Regions from separate parts of the Sus scrofa genome. Here region 1 is linked to region 2. The links are chromatin contacts, called in public HiChIP or PLAC-seq maps. All regions are on one chromosome and are shown on one strand. The core of a region is the stretch at or near the end of the contact, and the rest is flanking DNA. Distances in the headings are between cores, read along the strand shown.

Evidence for each region. HiChIP or PLAC-seq counts read pairs in DNA pulled down with a chosen protein or histone mark.
Region 1: a contact with region 2 is called in an H3K27ac HiChIP or PLAC-seq map of skeletal muscle. The contact joins two enhancer-like sites. A contact is called at or near these places in 5 of 47 Hi-C or Micro-C datasets (embryonic fibroblasts, liver, mesenteric adipose tissue and 2 more) and 2 of 2 datasets of contacts at active chromatin or transcription factors (alveolar macrophages and skeletal muscle).

Annotation. Positions count from the first base shown.
Region 1 is chr10:66,273,650-66,277,982 of Sscrofa11.1, forward strand. No RefSeq gene overlaps it. Among named protein-coding and RNA genes, the nearest start is that of KLF6, 210 kb to the right of the region's middle. Within about 2 kb of position 1,817, at least 34 of the 83 cell types and tissues checked have an H3K27ac peak or open chromatin away from gene starts, as enhancers often do. A contact at or near this core is called in skeletal muscle, where this site is marked.
Region 2 is chr10:65,808,841-65,812,968 of Sscrofa11.1, forward strand. No RefSeq gene overlaps it. Among named protein-coding and RNA genes, the nearest start is that of AKR1E2, 120 kb to the left of the region's middle. Within about 2 kb of position 2,196, at least 16 of the 83 cell types and tissues checked have an H3K27ac peak or open chromatin away from gene starts, as enhancers often do. A contact at or near this core is called in skeletal muscle, where this site is marked.

The sequences.
Region 1 (4,333 bases), core at 567-3,066, 460 kb after region 2:
AGGTTGCTCAGATGATCCCTTGTTGCTAAAAGCCTGGTGGAGGCCGTCTGGGTTACTTTGATTAAAGACTTGTCAACGCTGAAGAGTTTTCCTGAACGGGGCCTCTGAAAGCTGTGAAAGGTCACGGGCCAGAACCGAGAGAGGCTGATGATAGGGGCCCTGGGCAGCCTGCCCGAGACATTGGCTCCTGAAAAGCCCAGGGGGTCCCTGCGGGACACTGCCTGGCAGGCTGTGTGACCCCTGGGTTTGTCCCCCGCTTAAACCAGGGCTACCCAAATTCATTTTGCATCAAGAGTGGATAGACTGAGAGAGGAAAATGGTTTTAATTCCTCGGAAATAACCAGAAAACAGAACGTGGTCTCCGAGGAGAATTTTCTTCCTGGGCAGGCTTTCCTATTCCAAACTGTCAGAGCACCTGCAGGGCACTTGAGAGTTCCCGCAGAGCAGCACGAGACCCGGACGTATTTATGCCTCTATTTCTTTCTAATTGTTACTGCAGCACAGCCGATTTACAGCATTGTGTTATTTGCAGGTGTACAGAAAAGTGATTCATTGATGCGTATCTATGTGCATATATATTATTTTCCAGATTCTCTTCCATGATAGGTTATTACAAGATATTGAATATGGCTTCCTGGGCTGTGCAGTAGGTCCTGGCTGGTTATCTATTTTATATATAGTAGTAGTTGTATTTTTTTTTTTGTCTTTTTTTGTTGTTGTTGTTGTTGTTGTTGCTATTTCTTGGGCCGCTCCCGCGGCATATGGAGGTTCCCAGGCTAGGGGTCCAATCGGAGCTGTAGCCACCGGCCTACGCCAGAGCCACAGCAACGTGGGATCCGAGCCGCGTCTGCAACCTACACCACAGCTCACGGCAACGCCGGATCGTTAACCCACTGAGCAAGGGCAGGGACCGAACCCGCAACCTCATGGTTCCTAGTCGGATTCGTTAACCACTGCGCCACGACGGGAACTCCATTAGTAGTTGTATATTTTAATCCCAAATTCCTAATGCTTCCCTTCCCCAGCCCCTTTCCCCTTGGTAATCATAAGTTTATTTTCTGCATCTGTGTTTCTGTTCTGTAAATAAGTTCATTTGTATCATTTTTAAGAGTCCACATATTAGTGATAACATATATTTATCTTTCTCTGACTTAACCTCACGTGGTTTGATTTTCAGTTGCTCTCGTCTTCAAATATGTTCTCTATCACAAGCTTTTATTCACAAATTCTTTGCTGTAATAAAAACATTAGGATGGGTCTCCATGGAATTAATGAGACATTTTTAGTCATTGGAGAGAAAAATTCAATGGATGTTTTCCCACGTTCACTACTCAGAACCTTGGGTGAGGTCCAGGGTTTGAAATCTGAAACTTGAAAGTTCAAATTCTTTGTGGAATTTTCCTCTTGAAAATGTGTGTTACCTCCCCAGTTTTGAATCCTGGCCCCACGCTTCCTTTGTCCCCTGATGGACACGGTTCAGAATCCTTTTCAAAGATGTGCATTTAGAACTGCTCCCCACACGGCTGAGAAACGAGTCGAGGCAGCTATCAGTGAGCGTTAAAGATTACGGAGGATTCGCATAAGAGCCAAGACCCCGAGGGATGAGTTCGTTGTTACACTGCACACAGTAGAAACAGTTGGAGTCAGGGACTGAGACTGGGGGGGGGGGTGATTAAGGAGAAACAGGACGCAAAGAAGCTCCTCTGGAAGAGGGGTGCTCTTGGCAGAGAGACTGCCTCCGGGGGCCAGGAGAGACAGGCCGCAATGAACTTGGGGTCTGCGCTGGACCCGGGGCATCCCTGAGTGGGTTGGGAGCTGGCTAGAGAGGCTTAAGCCTCGGGACGTGTCATCACTCTGTTTTCGTTTCGAAGGGCTGGCTGTGGGCTCCGTGCTGAGGACAAGCTGGTGGTGGAGCGTGTGGGGAGGGAGCAAAGCCAGAAGGACGGGAAGGGCCACGCAGCAATTCAGGGCCCCGTGAGGGCCTGTCCACCACCCAGCACCCAGCCAGGGATGCAGAGGGGCTGGGGTCCAGGGAGCCGCTGGGGAGAACAGAAGCTGGGGCGTGTGAGGAGAGGAAGTCACAGGGAACCCCAAGGAACGGGCGGGGGTGGGGGAGCTCTCATTTCCTGAGAAGTTTGGAAATTGGGGTGTTTTCCAAAATTGTGTGTTTGAGAGGCTAATCTGGTAACCCAGGGAACTGCAGAGCAGACAGTGAGTTCTGAGCCTCTGGGCTGTTTGTGTGGACTTGGAAGTCTGCAGGGCATTGGGTGTGTGTGTGTGTGTGTGTGTGTGCGTGTGCACGCGCAGCACTTAAAGCTACAGCGTCACCAAAGGAAAGCATCCCAGGACTGAGCCCAGGATGTTCCAGATGAAAAGGAGCAAGGGCTACAGGCAAGGGCCAGGGTACCCGGGGCCAGGAACGGACACATCCTCAGGAAGAAGACGTGCCCTCTGTGCCTGATACCAGTGACGGTCAGGGGAAGTGATGGATGGGGACACAGCGGGGACGGTGACCCCAGCGGGGCTGTTAGGAGAAGCCTGCTCTGGCGGCTCCTACAAGCATCCCCCAGGGAACCGTGAAGAACAAAAACAGACAATGGTCAGTGGAGGAAAATTAAGCAGCGTGACAAACTGAGAAAAGAAACGAAAGTGTCATAAAAAACGCGCGTGTGAAGGGACTTGGGCAGGAGGGCCCTGCAGGGTGGCCTCGGAGCTGTCCTTGGATTTGGCAGGTACAGCGCGATTTTATAGGGAGAGGGAGCCAAGCTGTGCTGGGATAAGGGGCAGCCAGCCTACCTCTAGACGTCTGGTACCTGAAGAAAGGAAGATTGGGAAGGGTCATGGCTCTGACCTCCAAATATCTCGGGTTGTATCTTACCCAGACACATGCCTTTTCATGTTTTAACAGCTCTGAAAACAGAAGGCATCTTGGCAATTGATGGCAGTTTTCAGTGTTTATTGGCAGCATTTTTTTCTTTCATTCTCTGTGGCTCATAATGTTACGGTACATTTTACGATCCATGTTGCTTAGATTTCATAAAACATGGGCACAGAATGAATGACTAAGCCAAGGAGAAAGAAGAGTGTAAATGGACATAAAGATGCAAGAGAAGGACGTGGGAAGAGATGGTTTGAGCAGCTTCGTCACCCAGGAAATGCCTGTCCAGGGAGTGAGGGAAGATCATTGATGGGCCAGAATGATTTTTTTTTTTTTTAATGGCCAAACCCACAGCATATAGAAGTTCCCAGGCCAGGGACTGAATCTGAGCCCCAGCTGCAACAATGCCGGATCCTTGACCCAGGGTGCAGGGTGCAGGGTGCAGGGTTGGGGATTGAACCCATGCCTCTGCAGTGATTAGATCCTTTTTATTCTCTTTTTTCCCCCATTTTTGGCCACCCCTCGGCATATCGAGTTCCCCAACCAGGACTCACATCTGAGCCACATCTGTGACCTAAGCCGCAGCTTCAGGATCAGGATCCTTAACCCACTGTGCAGGGCCGGGGATCGAACCTGGGTCTCAGCGCTCCTGAGATTCTGCGGTCTGGATTGTGCCACAGCGGGAGCTCCCAGAGCAGATTTTTAATTGGATTCCTGTGTTCCCGGCTAGGAGGACAGAGGTCAGGGTAGTGCGGGGCAGAGTCGGGGCCTGGCGGAAGGATGGAGCAGCCCGTGTGCTCAGTGCGGGGGAGGACAGTGAGGGGACACAGTGCCTTTTTGGGAAGGGGCATTTCTGAGGGAATCATCTCTCCGAGGCCCGGGCTTGTCACCTGAGTGTCTCCGAGGAGCGAGAGGAAGTGGATCTTTTGCTTAGTCCTTGTTTCAAGGGCCAGGAAAGAGAAGTGGTCAAATAAAGTTCATGCAGATGGTAAACGGCAGAATTTGAACTTGACCCTGGATCTCTCTCAATCCAAAGCTAGTGGCCTTTTGACCAGACAATATTGCCTCCCATGAATGAGGGTCCAGCATGGCCCAGCCCCACTCCCCCGCTTGTGTGAATACGGAGGCCGAAGCTACCAGGGGAACCAGGACGAAAACCGTGCTGGGTTCCTGCCAGCGGGATACCGGCATAATCGGAGCTTCCAAAGGGCGAGTTAGTGGGATGTTAAATATTAAAAGGACCATCCTGTGCTCTTTCAGCGGGAAATAGTTCTCATTTACAGGTCACCGAAGCCAGCCACACTCACGTGTAACGTTCGCCCGAGTCAGTGAGCATTTCTCTTAAAGACCCACCGAAGCAGGTTCTGCGTGCTTATGTTTTCTGGCTTATAATTTCTACGTTTTGTGAAGTACTCATATTCCTGTGTAAATAATGGTCAGATCCTGTGGGCGGTC
Region 2 (4,128 bases), core at 946-3,445:
ACAGAATATGAGATGGTTGGATGTCCTATATCTGATAAGGGCTGGTATTAGGGATGTAAAAAGAACACTTGTAATTCAACAATAAAAAGACAAATACTAAAAATGGATAATAGACCTCACTAAACATTTCTCCATGGAAGACATATAAATGGTCAGTAAAATACATATAAAGATGCTTCAGGTCATGAAGTCATTAAGACAAGTCCATCAAAATCTCAGTGGGATGCCACTGCACACATTAGGGTGGCTATTTTTTTTTTTTTAAGGCTTTCGAAAAGTGTTCACAAGGTGAAGAAATCAGCCCCTCACACATTGTTGGTGACGGCGTAAAATGTTGCAGCCACTTTGGAAAACAGTCTGGCAGTCAGTCAAACTGTCAACGTAGCGTTTCCGTTAGATCCAGCAATTCCACTCTTAGATATATACCCAAGAGAAATGAAAACATATGTCCAAACAAAAACTTGTACATGAATGTTCATGGCAATATTTTAAAAGAATAGCCCCAAAGTGGGAAAAAAACAGAATGTCCATCCAATAATGAGTGGATAAACAAAACACTGCACAGCCATAAAATAGACTATTACCCAGCCATAAAAATAAATGAAGTTCTGGAATGCCCTAAAACACGGATGCACCTTGAAAACAGTCTGCTAAGAGAAAGAAGCCAGAAACATGAATATAAAATGTCCAGAAAAGGCAAATCCACAGAGGGAAAAACTAGATTGGTATTTGCCAGGGGCTGAGGAGGGGCGGGGGAAGAAGCGTTACTGCTAAAGGGTAGGGAATCAAATTGTTTCTTTACAGTTTGAAAATATTTGAGAAATACATAATGGTGATTGTGAGTACACGGAACACTGCTACAGTGTACACTTTTTAAATGTGAATTTCATGGTATGTTTTAATCTCATTTAAAAAATGTATAAGAAAAGAAGACATAGCCATGAAATGGAGAAACAGACTTTATCACTACACTACACAAATATATATTTAAAAAGAGTACTTAGGGCTGGACATGGGCATATCTGGACATAAACTTTTTTTTTTGCAGTATAAGCACTCAGTTCCCGTATTTTGAGCCATCTTGATTTTGTAACAAAACCTGCAATGATATATATGTATTATATACTATTTTGCAAGGTAGTGATTTAGTAAAGCCAATGGCTCTTTAACAACCCCCAGTTACTTAGTTAGCAGTCATGACATCTCACCGAAAGGCTGTGAGCCTTCATCATAACAGGATTTGACATATTTGGGCGGCTCTTTCTATACTTTTCCTATCGGCTCATTTCAAACTTGCAACACACGAAACACTTTCGGGAAACGAGAACTCTTTTGTTCTCATTTTCTGCATGAGGAGCGCAGAAGACCCGAGCGCCAAAGGGTCATACCCAGGGGGTACTGAATCAATGATGGAGACAGTACCAGTCTCCCGATTCCCACGCTTGAGTTATTACCAAACTCGTGGAAGAGAGAGCCCACACACAGCAAACGTGTGCAGCCATTTACACATTTGGTGAGAACATTTTTTCCTGCTGACTTGGGAAATAAAAGTCAAGGCTGCTCGGCGGTTTCATTGCCGTGAAATCTTCTGTCAGCTTTATTTTTAAAGCCCTCCTTCTCTGAATGGTGTGAAGACCCTTCAGCAAGGTATCCGTTCTACTCGGTGAAACAGCATGCTCCCAGCACCACGTGACTCTAAAAAGATGGTTTTGACTCTGGGTGGTTCACAGATTGAAATGCATGAACACGCAGGCCAGGAATTTTGTGTATAGAGAACACGGAGGCAGATGGCGAAGTCATTGTGAGTAAAAAATAGGTCTGTTTCTCACACCGATTCCTTAACTGAGCCATTTGGGATCAAGGAGGAAACTGAAAACGGCCGGTGACGCCTGGCCCAGGCAGGTGGCACGCCACCCTGCGGTGACAAATAGGACATGGGCAGGGAAATCTCTGCCAGCCTGGAGCTGCGTCTTCAGAGGACTGGCGGCCGTTTCCAGCATCTCCAGTTTGCTCTGTGCCACCCAGACTCCCTTGGCTGTGTCATCGGAATCTCCGACTGGAGGCTGAATGAACGCAGCGTTTGTTTGCTGGTGACGCTGACATCATCCTGGGAGCTGAGAAAGCCACTCCGCCCTCAGTCAGAGGTGGAGGGTCCCTGGAGATCTGTTCTCATGACTCAGGCAGCTGCTCTGCGCACACAGCCTCTGGGGAAAGGCCTAGAAGTGTTTCCCTGCCAGGGCACCCTGCCCCCGCCACTCCTGCGTTGTTCTGATTTGGACCCAAGCAACTTCAACAACAACGGGAACCACATGTGGCCAAGAATTTGCTCTTTCTTCTGAAAATGAGGGTCTTTGGAGAGGCCCATGCAGCTTTCTCAGGCTGGGCTCGCGATTTGCTTTTACAGGGAACAGGATAATTTAGGAAACAAAGATAGAAGTCAGAGACGTAGAGAAGGAAGAAATAAAAGCCAGGCCACTCAGAATGGTGCGTGGGACCATTCATATACTAGTAGTGAAATCATGGGGTTTTTGTGCCTTTTTTTTTTAAGGGCAGCATCCACGGTATATGGAGGTTCCCAGGCTTGGGGTTGAATTGAAGCTGCAGCCACTGGCCTACGCCACAGCCACAGCCATGCCATATCTGAGTCTGCGACCTATACCACAGCTCACAGCAACACCGGATCCTTAACCCACTGAGCAAGGCCAGGGATCAAACCTGCGTCCTCATGGCTGCTAGTCAGATTTGGTCCTGCTGAACCATGATGGGAACTCCTTTTTGTGCCATTCTTAAATAGAAGTCAAATGATTTTATCTAAGCTTTTTCTGAAAAAAAAAAAAAAGACAGTTTGCTTCGGGTTAACTTTTTTTAAAAAAGAATTTATTTGTTTTCAGAGCAGTTTTAGGTTCACAGAAAAATTGAGGGGAGGGCACAGAGATTTCCCATACCCCCTCTGCACCCCCCACAGCCTCCCCACCATCAGCATCCCCACCACCAACATCCCCACCGTCAGCATCCCCACCATCAGCATCCCCACCCTCAGCATCCCCACCGTCAGCATCCCCACCGTCAGCATCCCCACATCAGCATCCCCACCACCAGCATCCCCACCATCAGCATCCCCACCATCAACATCCCCACCATCAGCATCCCCACCATCAGCATCCCCACCATCAGCATCCCCACATCAGCATCCCCACCATCAGTATCCCCACCATCAGCATCCCCACCGTCAGCATCCCCACCACCAGCATCCCCACCATCAGCAGCCCCACCATCAGCATCCCCACCATCAGCATCCCCACCATCAGCAGCCCCACCATCAGCATCTCCGCCATCAGCATCCCAACCGTCAGCATCCTCACATCAGCATCCCCACCATCAACGTCCCCACCATCAATATCTCCATAGATGGTACATCTGTTACAGCTGATGAACCTACAATGATGCATCATAATTATGCCAAGTTCATAGTTTACATTAGGGTTCACTCTTGGTGTTGTATCATCTGTGGGTTTGGACAGATGCATAATGACACCATTACAGTGTCATACATAGAAGTTCCTTTGCCCTAAAAATCCTCTGTTCTCCTCCTTTTCCTCCTTCCTCCACCCCTTAGCAATTCCTAATCCTTTTACTGTCTCCAAAGTTTTGCCTTTTCCAGAATGTCATAGAGTTGGGATAAAACATAAGCAGCCTTTTCAGATTGGCTTCTCAGGTTATCCTTTTGAAATTTTCAGTTCCTCAAACTCTTATTTTTTTTTTTTTTTTCTTTTTAGGGCCGCACCTGAGGCATATGGAGGTTCCCAGGCTAGGGGGTAAATCAGAGCTATAGCTGCTGGCCTACACCGCAGCTACACCAACACCAGAGCCGAGCCTCATCTGTGACCTACACCACAGCTCACGGCAACACTAGATCCTTAACTTACTGAGAGAGGCCAGGGACAGAATCTGAAACCTCACGGTTCCTAGTCGGCTTCTTTTCTGCTGCGCCACGACGGGAACTCCGAGTTCTTCAAACTGTTATGTGAAAAATTCAGGAAACAATGTGATGAAAATATAATTGAGAGACTTCCCATCCTTTAGCACTTGGTTACCGTAAAACTACATTTTGTCTTGAGAAGACATCTT